Regions from separate parts of the Columba livia genome. Here region 2 is linked to region 1. A link is a contact called in public Hi-C data. All regions are on one chromosome and are shown on one strand. The core of a region is the stretch at or near the end of the contact, and the rest is flanking DNA. Distances in the headings are between cores, read along the strand shown. Region 1 overlaps LOC135575384 (a long non-coding RNA gene). Region 2 holds the start of SFXN1 (sideroflexin 1).

Region 1 (5,675 bases), core at 2,372-4,871:
AGCTTCAGAAGGGAGAAGAGAGGAACCATAGACTCTGGTTCAGTCAAGTGCTGGGAGTCAAAAACCAACGGGTGAGATGGGAACTTGTTTTCCCATTCCACACTGGTGTGAAGCTATTATAAAGAATTCTTGCTCGCTCGAAGGGCCTGGTGGCATTCACTTTGGGTGAGAAAGAGAGACAAATCCAAATTGTTCTTTCTGAGCCTCAATTTCTCCCACCTGCAGCAAGGATTTTTCTCAATAGGAAGAATTATGCCTGGTTAGACAGGTTGTCCCTTTCCACAGAAATTTTGCTTTCAAGAAACCGGCATTTTCTCACAAAAACTACTCCCTACAATCCCCAAGTCAATACACCTCCAGTATCAGTCAGAAAACAGGTTTTCTTATTGTATCTCTGGCTTTGTGATTTCCAGCAAGTTAATTTAATCACCCTTGGGTTTCCCCAGTGATGAAGAACAAGCAACAAAAACATTCACTTACTTCTTCGAGGTCCTGAAAAAAATTTACTCTGCAAATTAATGCAATTTTCATGCTCTTAAAGTTAGTTTTTCCTTAGATGAAGGGGCTGAAACTGGGGCTGAAAACATAAGCTCTGCCTCAAAATTTTGCCCCAAACTCAGCAGAACGTTGTCCAGCCCACATCATTATCTACTGGTGAACGGGAGCTCGCGCACATCCCAGTGCAGCCCTGGCGTCTGGCAGGTGTCCAGCATGGAGCTGCCCGCAGAGCAGGGAGCACACGGGGCTCCTCCGAGCTTGTTTCTGTTCTCATCGTTTCCAAAATGATGTGTTTATAATGCCTTTCACTGGAGGTTTTGTTATTTTAGGTACTTATTTTTAAAGAAAAGCAGGGTGCCCTTTTTGTTAGCATGGTAACGCTGTATTTAAATTATCGTTAACGTGAATGATGCTGCTGTTATGCATCAGTCCACAGCTAGAAGTGCCATCTGTGGCTGGGCTGTGCTCACTGCAATGACAAGAGGAGGAATTATCTACCTTGAGTACACAGCTACAAGCTTTAATAGCTCACAGCTGTTCTTTAAGGTACAGAAATTACTTTATACCCAGTTTATTGAAATACAACAGAGGCCTAAATCCTCAAAGGTATTAGCAGTTAAATCACCTTGAACTCAGCTAGAGTCAAGCTCTTACATACTGGGTGAGCCAAACATCACACAAGCACCCAGAGGAGAAGCAGAAAACCAACTTTTTTGGCTAGTACTTCAAAAACTCTCACTGTTTTTGCCTCTCTTGAGCACGTCTTCTGCTTAGCTAGTACCTGACCGTGGACTTAGGGCTAACTAACTCCTGAGCCAGCATTCAAGAAGAAAATGCATTTGTGTTTCTGCACAGATTGTAGAGGAGCTAGGAGGAAATTCCACATTTCAAGAGAAGTGTTGAGCTACCTCTTGAAGCTGCCCTTGGTTTGGTTATCACAGCACTAGGGAGCGGTGGAAGAACTGTCCCAAGGGTGGGCCTGCATCAGGCTGGTGATCAGAGCAAGGACAGGGGTGGCCTTGTTTGCCCATCCGCTCCCAAATATCTGCAGCAGATTAATTGAAAGAAGGGAAACTATCTGGGAGAATATGAAGAGATCCGTGTTTGGCTGTTGGCCCATTAAACTGCGCTGTGATCCCCCAGAGGAGAACCACAGGTTTCCAACTCTGAAAATGCCCTTAGGATTCAGAGGACCTTACGTGCTGGATGGGAGAAACTCATTTAATGGAAAGCAGCATGTCCATCTTTATCTCCTGACAGCCTGTGTTGTTCCCTTCTTGGTCCAGAAAGGAGAAGAGAATTCAGGATGACAGCAAATCTCTTTTCAGGATGGTTATTTTTGAAGTTCAATGGGATTTTTTTTTTCTTTTTCTTTATTTTTATTTTCCCTCTTGGCGTGTGACTTTTTCATGTTGAACTAAGGGGGTCTAATGAATGGAAAACTGAAATCGGAGGATTTTCATTCTTTAAGGAAATTAACCTCATTTAAAGGAAATGAGTGTTCAGAGGCAGAAAAGAAAGTCATAATTTAAATGATATCAGAAGCTGGTTTTCCTTATGTAACATATTATTAAACAGTGGGGAAAAGCTTTCACTAGGCAGCCTCAGGGAGCACTCAGCAACTATAAAGAGGGTTCACATGCATGGCTCTAATATGTTAATAAATTATGCTAATTACAAGCAAGGGATTAGAGAAGGGGAAATCAAATAATGGCGCAGTAACTGGGCCTCTTTCAACTTAATTTGCAACATTGCCTGTCTAGGCTCCTTGTTGAGTTACCAAGTTTGTTTTCTTCTTTCAAAGACTCTGAACTCCTCTTTTGTCCATGGGAAGATGGTGGTGTCACCGTAAAGAGATAGTGGATGAAAAAATGAAGTGCGAGGGGAGCAAAAGCGAGAACGAACTCTCTCCCTGATGAGTTTCCGATGACAGAGGGCTCAGAAGAGACGGCAGAAATCCCGCTGCGTTTGCACCGTGCCAGCCTGGAAACCTGGTTGAAAAATGTTGTCAAATAGTATATAATGGATCATGTTCCATTTCTTTTCCTTTCAAAGCCTCCGTAAGCAGGAACTTCACAGAGCTGCTGGAGGAGAGCGTGTGCCCTCAGCTGCGAGCTCTTACTGTCCTGATAACCTTTTATCCCTTTGGCTCATAGAAAGCGATTCCCACCTTTCAGTTATTTTCACCTGAACGGTGCTTTTCTCTAAGATGCAGCATCTCTTTTCTTATTTGGAAACGGAGCCATTTGCTTGCCAAGGGACACCCTTATATCATTGGGAAAATAAATTTGATTGACTTCTTGGTGTCTTTTAGATCATTGATCTCAATTCAGTTGATAGATGCCTTCCTCAGCTTTTGGAGTTTTTTCCCCTTCTTTTGCCTTTCATATGAACATCTCAAGTGGTTTGTCAACTCTGTTTACCTTTTCCTGTGTGATTTGCTGAAATTTATAACAGGAACTAATTAGAACAAATAAAAGTTAAGCAAGAACGTGTTTCATTTGTACTTTTGTAGTTAATCCGGAGTTCAGAATCCCATTGTCCACTGCATTCCGGCTTGAGCCTTATGTCCTTCAGGGGAGGGTAGAGGTCAGAAGAAGAAAAAGCTGTGCCTGATAAGGGAGGACGACGTTGGTACAGAGATGAGCAAAGTTCAGTCTCTGCAGCGAGGAAAGCACTAGCAATGGCTTAACTGTCTTACTAGGAAGAGCTAATAGAAATAGACACAAATGTTCACAAGCCCCAATTTTCTGATTACAAAATACAGAGAGTTAAAAAAAATAGACCTAAGCCAACTGTGTTTAGTGTCTCTAATAAGACACTGCCTTTTACCCTTAGGAAAGGGACAAGTATTCATTTTCATAAATTCCTTTTTAATAGTTTTTTCCTTATTTTGTTTCTCTCTTTTTTTTTTTCCTCATTCGCTTTTTCTCTCCTTCTCTCTCTCTCTTTTCTTTTTTTTCCCCTCCATCAGCAAGGGGGGTGGTGAAAGAAAACAGAGACAAGCCAGATGCCTTTCAGTGCTTTGATCAGTTCCTCTGCAGACAGCCAGGCTGCCTCCTAGCACCTCTTTAACTACAGCTTGCCAGTAAGAAAATGAGCTGTTTTAACTCTGCAATTACAGTGCCTGCTGAATGCCTGTCATCACAGCAATAGGAACCTGATCTGAACTGTATATCCACTGGAGAGAGAATTACAGCAACCAGGGCAGAAAGTTAAATACCCCCTGTGGCAGTGAGACTCACATAAACGAAAAAGCCCACATCCCCAGCCTCTGCTGTTGATGTAAATATATAGAACACTGACAATAGGACACAGAGCTTCTCAGGAGAGTCAGAGAAGGGGGAGCTGGAGGGTGATGCCATCCTGTTGCTTTCAGATGTTCTTGGGAATGACAACTATGAACACCTAAAAAAGAGAGAGTGTTGGGGGAAGGGAAGGCAAGGCATGGATGGGGTAAAATATTTATAATATTATAAGCAAAGACATATGTGCACTGAGTGCTGCTCTATTCATGGCACAAATATATATATGGAACGAAGTCAGGAGGTGATTTGCCTTTCAACACCATCTCTCTCTTGTTGCTCTGCTATCAACATACAAATGTGGATGGGCTGGTGAAGCTGCGTAAATAGGCGCTGTCCCTGTTTGCAGGGCAGAGGCGTGAAAAGTTTGGTGACTGCACAAATATGCGGCCATTCGGGGAACACAACTGCGATTTCCTCCTCCCCAGAGGTTAAGCTTTAATCACTAGATTGGCCTTCCCTTAGGCAGACAGCAACTTGCTTGAATCCCTGAGAATATTGTATAATCCTATTGTGTGCATTCATTTTCAAGCCACCCTCTGTCAAATTATACAAATAGAAAAACACAACATATTTGCATTCATGGGCATTTTATGTACTGGAATTTCTTTGGGAAATATGCAAACCAATTGCAATTTGGGCCTGATCCAATGCATAGTCAACCAGACAGCTCTGAACCAGACCCTTGCTTTATATGGGCAAGTTTTAATGGTGTCCTTGATTTGCAGTTTGTTTCATTTACCTTGGAAATAAGTGGGTAGCAGGCACTTCTTCAAGGACTCTTCCATCACAACAAATGAGCTGCCCATCAAGTAAATGTGAGGTTAGAATTATACAGCTTTAACTTACTTGAATATGTGGGAAAAGATGGATTATAAGTAGGCAACTCAAGCCAGAATGTTATTAATTAGTTAATGGTTGTTTTATAGAAGTATTTTCCCATGGATCATGGCCTGTTAGAGGAATAAAATAACTACTTCTCTAGTACAGAGGATAAAGGTCTAAGAATCCGGTCTTATGGGGTTCGCTTCCAATTCTTTCAACATATATTTTTATTGAAGTAATTTTAATACCTGCATGCTTAACTTCCTATTCTGAAATGGGTGCTCCCAAGCTCGCTTATCTCAGGGATGAGTTACACGTACTAATTGCATCCTGTTGTGTTTACAACCATTAAAATGTTCAGGCCAATGTTTTCACACATGGCATCACACAAGCGCCTTGCTCAGCTACTGTCCCCTGCAAGGGGTGGCTTTGAACCACCCTCCAAGGGGCTCTGAGATCCAACAGACATGACTGAGGAGAGCTGCTCGGGGAACTCCGTGTTTCATTTGCTTTGGTTGAAGCAGAAATCCCTTTGCTTAACACTATAAGCCAAGGCAGCTGGAGGGGTGACCGGTGCCAGGCAGTGGGCTCACAGCAGGGTGAACATCTCCATAGCACTTGCTGTGGCAGTCCCGTCCCCAGGAAAACACGACCAGGACGACCCTCAGGCACGGCTGAGCTGACCTGTAATGAGAAAAGCTTCCTAAGAAACCCGCCTCTTAGATCGAGTCTCTGCACCACCTTTCTCAGCATGGCTGGTGACCCTTCTCCTGCTCCAGGCAAGAATTCCATCCTCTACCCCAATCTCTGGGCACGGCATGGAGTGGCACAAGGTACTTAATCCCATCCCTGCTACAGTTCACACCAGTCATTTGGCTACTTAGATTTACTCTGGTTTTGCCCTGCGCTGGCTCAACCAAGCCCAGGATTAGCACAAAGCCACTTTTCACATGATTTCATTCCCATATCAGTGTGCTCTTTGACTTGAACCCAAGCTAGAGTCCTCTGAAGAAGGGCTGTGGGTTGGGTAGATCCAGCACATAGGGG
Region 2 (5,675 bases), core at 1,008-3,507, 370 kb before region 1:
GCTGCCTAATCCCACTACTAAATTTACCTGAATAATAATAGGGGTTTAATGGATTTCACTTTTGTTCCTCACCTGGGTATGACTATTAAGTCATGAAAGTTTTAAAAGCTTGCAAATTAGCTCGAGTGACAAATGAGTACAGCAGGGTGCCCTGCATGAAATGCTGGTGTTCGAAACCTACGTAGATGTTGAAGGGGCTTTGCTCCACTGGTTCGGTCTCGGCTGAGCCAGACCTCATGTTCATCCCTGATCACTCACATTTAGAGATGAGACAGGAGAGAGGCTCTGTCTTCTGAAACAGACACAGAATTGCCAAACGAATAAAGACCGTGAGATTCTTAAAAGCTGCTGGGAGTAGGAAGATAAATGGCATTTTTAAAAATCTCATATTCAAATGAAAAATTTAAACCCTCACCCATGTGAGCAGCACTGGGGCCTTTCAATGCTGTCTTCAGCCTCTTCCCCGGGAAAGGCTGTTCCCGAGCAAAATTGAACTGAAGATTTCACTCAGATAAGCAGGTGATTGAGAGCAGACAGCTCTCGTTTCTGCAATGTGTCCTCAGTATGCCTCGAAGATTGTGCTGTTTGTGTGCTCTGGAGCTGTGATTTCTCCTGGAATAATCCAGGACAGTTGTAGTGGAAAGAAAATCAAACGTGCTCAGTGAGTTCTTACGCGGGCAATGTTCTCCTCAGCCTAGGGTTTCTACTTCAAAACCAGAAGTGTGCTACAGATCTTTTTAATGCAGGAAACATCACCATTGTTGTGCTTTAAGAACAAGAGGAAAAAAAAAGACGACCTTGAAAACAGAAAAAGAAAACTCACAAGGAGTTTCATTAGAAATCTCTATTACCAAACAATACAGGATTAATTTTCTTGTGTATTTTCACCCTTCTCTGGAGGTGAATGATGATTAAAGGGCACGATAATAAGAAGGGGAGAATGAGAACTTGCTGCTGAGAAACAGTTGGAAAAAAATAAAGAGAGGGGGAAGGAAAACAAGTGTTTTAGTTAGCTAGTCAAGGTTAATATAGCACTGTATCTGCTTTAACTGACATTGTGAAAAATTACAGATGGCACAAAAGCAATTTCACTAATGCTGAACCCTGCAAAGTTTATCTTGACAACTTAGTAAGCTTAAAAAACTTCCGTGAGGTTTTTAACCTCCCTGCGATATCTTTTATCTTCATTTTCTGGTTTTCTTTGAGTAAGATTCTTACACAAACGTAGCACCTTGCAAATCAGCACGTTCATCTTCTTTCATTGCCTGTTGTGGCTAAGATAAGAAAGAAAAATCCCTTTTGTAGAAAGAAGGGGTCTGAGATGCAACTGCTCTGGTTTTGGTGCTTACTACCGAACCTGAAGGATTTTTGCAAAGGAGAAAACACGGTGTGAAGAGAGTGGCAGATTTTTGCGCTCAAGGGCAGCAGTTCAGTGCACCGAGTTTTCTCTACAGACACAAACCCCGAACACCTCCCCATGTGCCATCAGGGGGTTCCCGCTCCGAGGCTCTGACGGGTCCCAAATTGTTTCCCTGCTCTCCCCTCGCCTGATTTCCAGCAACTTAGTCGGGATACGGGTCCTCAGGCAGCTTGTGTAGCTGCGAACCGGGGCTTTGGGTTCCCCCCACCTTGTCCACACGCGGGGATAACGATGTTATGAACCCGGGGTTTAAGAGTTTCTGGCGGCGGGTTCGGCCTGGAAGCGGGGGGTGGAAATCGGAGCGTCCCGGCGTGGCTCGGCCCCCCGGGGCTGCCTGGCGGTCCGGCGGCGGGGGGACGCGGAGAGGGGCACGGGGGGGGCCGCGGGGCCGCGACCGCCCAGGAGAGGGAGCCCGGCGGCCGCCGCTGCGCCAGGCGGCGCGGAGGGAGGCGGCGCGGAGCGCTGCCCCGGCGGCAGCCCGGCCCTCCCCGCTGTTCCTGAGCACCCCCACGCTCGCCGCCCCTTCCCCGCTGTGCCGGGAGGGAGGTCCTGACCGACCCCCCCAACCCCCAGCTTCCCAAGCGTGCCCTGGGGTAACGCTGCTCCCCTGGGGGCCGCGGGAGCCGCGGGTGCTTCGGCCCGCAGCCCGCCTCCTGAGCATCGCCCAGCCCCAAGTTAGTGCCGGTACTTACTTTCCGCATCAATGAATTGAACTCAGCTGGCTCGTAGCGCCGAGGCATCACGCAGCGCCCCGGAGCTCGGCGAAGCTCAGACAGGGCAGAGTAATCCCGGCTGCGCTAAACTCCAGGACAGCGGCTCCAGGAGCCCGGCTTTGCCTTCCTCTGCGGCTGCCTGAGAAGTTTTTCCCCAGGAAAGCAGAAAAACCGGGGGAAGGCTGCCCAGAAGAAGCTGCGTCCAGCCGAAGATGTTAGAGGAGGAGAAGGGGGCTCGCATTTTGCCCGCTGCGTGCCTCCATGCCTGTCTCTCCATCGTCTTAATCCTTTAGGAGGAGACGCCAGGCAGACAGACCTTTCCTGGAAGGACGGAGGATGCTGCCGAGCCCTGCCCCGGGCAGAAGAAAGGCTTTGCCGCCGGGACACCCCGGCACCGGAGATGCACGGCCCGGGGCAGGCTGCGGGAACGCATGAGGAGCTGCCTCCGCCCCCGCTTTTCTGAGACGGAAAAAGGCATATTAAAAGCTGGACCCGATGCCCGGAGCGCAGCCCCGCTAAGCAGCTGGTGGGATTATTCCAGGGTAGTTATGGAAAGCTACAACCCGACAGCGGAGCGTTAAAGCGACTGTCCCCGCTGGAAGAGGAACCGGCTGCGGGTACCGCTGGTGTCGCACCTGCATCGTGGCCGAGGGGAGGTCACTCAGGTCCTTCTTCTCCTCTCGCCCTTCTTTCTCCTTCCAGGGAACAACAGAAGAAAGAAATGGTACTTGGCTCTTGCTATTGTTGGGAATACCGTGCCTTTTGCCTGGGATGATTTGCCCTGATGTGCTGCTTTGACGGGATGTACAAAGTGCCACTGGGACAGATGCGGCCAACAGAGTTTGCAGGGTGATCAGCAGGGGCCGTGGGATGGAGGCAACTGAGCGCTCGCCGGCTGGGTCCGTCACACACGGTCCGACAGCACAGACCTCCTGCTCCCTTGAAAACTGACTCCTGATGGTCGAACTCTGCCAGCTCCTGTTTTTACTTCTCCCCGGCCAATTTGCACTTTCAGGGAAAAAAGAAACCACACACTCACCTGATGCAATGCAGTGTTTCTGTGTTGATTTTGTATATAAGATTTGCTATGCAATTCCAAAACTAAAAGAGGAGAGACAGCTCTGCACCCCAGAGAAAACAGAGAATCAGAGGTGAAAGGTAGGAGCCAGCATTTCTCGTTTAAATAAAACTAAATGACATGAGCTACTTCTTACCGAAAACCTTCAAAACACACCTACTGTATATTTATTTTCTTTGTCTTGGAAGTGTAAACCAATTTGAAACGAAGTGAAGATTTGCTTTCTGACGCTGTCCAGAAATAGAGGACTGTTGCATTTTGTAACAGGAGTGTACTGGGGAGGAAGGATGGAGTGTTTTGTCAGTGAGACCTTTAGGAAACTAGAGAAAAAGCACCTTGTATAGTACGCTCCAGTAAATAGGAAGGGCTAGTGCAATGGACACTGGAAATACTCGATCAATAGCCTATTTAAGTGGGAGTATATGCAAGCATGGAAAAGTGATTGCCTTCCTGTCTGTGGGGTATATTTGCAGAGGACAACAGCAGAACACTTGCAGGTGAGCTGTCTGAATTAGGTTAGTTCATACTGGGGTGGTGCAGTGTTTTTCTGAAGGGACTGCTTAAAAAACAGTCTGTAGGGTGGACTGTATTTGTGCATTTTCTGTTCCTGCTCATAAACCTTTCAGTGTGCAGGATGATTCAAAGTGGGTGAAGTCCATTTGGGGATGAAAGGACCATAAAAAAGGACCCTTGGTCTGTTTGGCGGTGAGTAATTAATGGATGTCTGATGTCTCTGATCTCTGCAAGGAAAGGAGCTGATGTCGTCATGAAAATCATGATATGATTTTCCCTCAGGAGAAACTATGACTTGGAACGACACCACTATGGATGGGGAAGGGTTGCTGGTGGAAAGGGACTCTTCCTTTCGGATCCTCACGGGCTGCTTCCTCTCGCTGCTGATCCTCTCCACGCTGCTGGGAAACACGCTGGTCTGTGCAGCTGTCATTAGGTTTCGCCACCTCAGGTCCAAGGTGACCAACTTCTTTGTCATCTCCTTGGCTGTGTCCGATCTCTTAGTGGCAGTTCTGGTCATGCCGTGGAAAGCTGTGGCTGAGATTGCTGGTTTCTGGCCTTTTGGTTCATTTTGCAACATCTGGGTGGCCTTTGATATTATGTGCTCAACAGCATCCATCCTAAATCTCTGTGTCATTAGTGTGGACAGATACTGGGCCATCTCCAGCCCATTTAGGTATGAGCGGAAAATGACCCCCAAGGCAGCCTTCATCATGATCAGCGTAGCGTGGACTTTGTCTGTTTTGATTTCCTTCATCCCTGTGCAGCTGAACTGGCACAAGGCTACAACCACAAGCTTTTTGGACCTAAATGCCACCTTACAAGGCATAAGCATGGACAACTGTGATTCTAGCCTGAACAGGATGTATGCCATCTCCTCTTCTCTAATTAGCTTCTATATACCCGTGGCCATCATGATAGTAACTTATACAAGGATATACCGGATTGCTCAGAAGCAAATACGCCGCATCTCAGCCTTGGAGAGAGCAGCAGTGCACGCCAAGAACTGCCAGAACACGACCGGCAACAGAAGCAGTATGGACTGCCAGCAACCAGAGAGCAACTTCAAAATGTCCTTCAAGAGGGAAACGAAGGTCTTAAAGACTTTGTCAGTGATCATGGGGGTGTTTGTGTGCTGCTGGTTGCCGTTTTTTGTATTGAACTGCATGATTCCCTTTTGTGAGCCCACCCAACCATCCAAGGGAGCAGAAGCTTTCTGCATTAATTCCACGACCTTCGACGTTTTTATTTGGTTTGGATGGGCCAATTCTTCCCTCAATCCCATAATTTATGCCTTCAATGCTGATTTCCGCAAGGCGTTTTCAACCCTGCTAGGATGCTACAGGCTCTGCCCTTTGTCCAGCAATGCTATAGAGACTGTTAGTATCAACAATAACGGAGCTGTTGTTTTTTCAAGTCAACATGAGCCCAAAGGCTCCAGCCCCAAAGAGTCTAATCTGGTTTATCTGATTCCACATGCAATTATGTGTCCGGAAGAAGAACCTCTTAAAAAGGAAGAAGAGGGTGAACTATCTAAAACCTTGGAGAAAATGTCTCCAGCACTGTCGAGTATCTTGGATTATGAAGCTGATGTTTCTTTGGAAAAGATCAATCCCATTACACAAAATGGGCAGCATAAAACCTGAACAGTAAGGTTTACCCAGCAAGACCTAATAGTGTTTATTGTAATAATCCAAAAAAAAAAAAAAGATATACAAGATTTTTTGGTAAGAAACTAAGCTCTAGGGAGAAATACACATTTACACTAAGCCCAGAATTAATTTTCCTGGCATTCAAAGTAAATTTAACATTTAAAACAATAAACAGGAAGAGATACTGAAAATTGGTTAAAAAAGGATGTTAAACTGTACTGTTCATATTAAGGAAAACACACCAATATAGATGCAGTGCAATGACAAAGAAAATAGTGCTTCTCTACACAGAGAGACCA

What was found. A called contact is a pair of places that touch in the nucleus more often than the background predicts.
Region 2: a contact with region 1 is called in a Hi-C map of crop, with 3 times the contacts expected there. The contact joins the promoter of SFXN1 here to the enhancer-like site in region 1. A contact is called at or near these places in 2 of 2 Hi-C or Micro-C datasets (crop and liver).

The regions. Positions count from the first base shown.
Region 1 is chr14:3,311,232-3,316,906 of bColLiv1.pat.W.v2, reverse strand. It overlaps LOC135575384 (a long non-coding RNA gene), which reads left to right. Exons shown (of 3, transcript XR_010466006.1): 3 at 2,303-2,993. Among named protein-coding and RNA genes, the nearest start is that of MSX2, 130 kb to the left of the region's middle. Within about 2 kb of position 3,621, at least 2 of the 3 cell types and tissues checked have an H3K27ac peak away from gene starts, as active enhancers do.
Region 2 is chr14:3,676,551-3,682,225 of bColLiv1.pat.W.v2, reverse strand. It overlaps SFXN1 (sideroflexin 1), which reads right to left and starts at 2,257. Exons shown (of 11, transcript XM_065029556.1): 1 at 2,113-2,257. DRD1 (dopamine receptor D1) reads left to right here and starts at 2,571. Exons shown (of 2, transcript XM_021289222.2): 1 at 2,571-3,291; 2 at 4,007-5,563. The coding sequence starts at 4,015. The coding sequence ends at 5,370.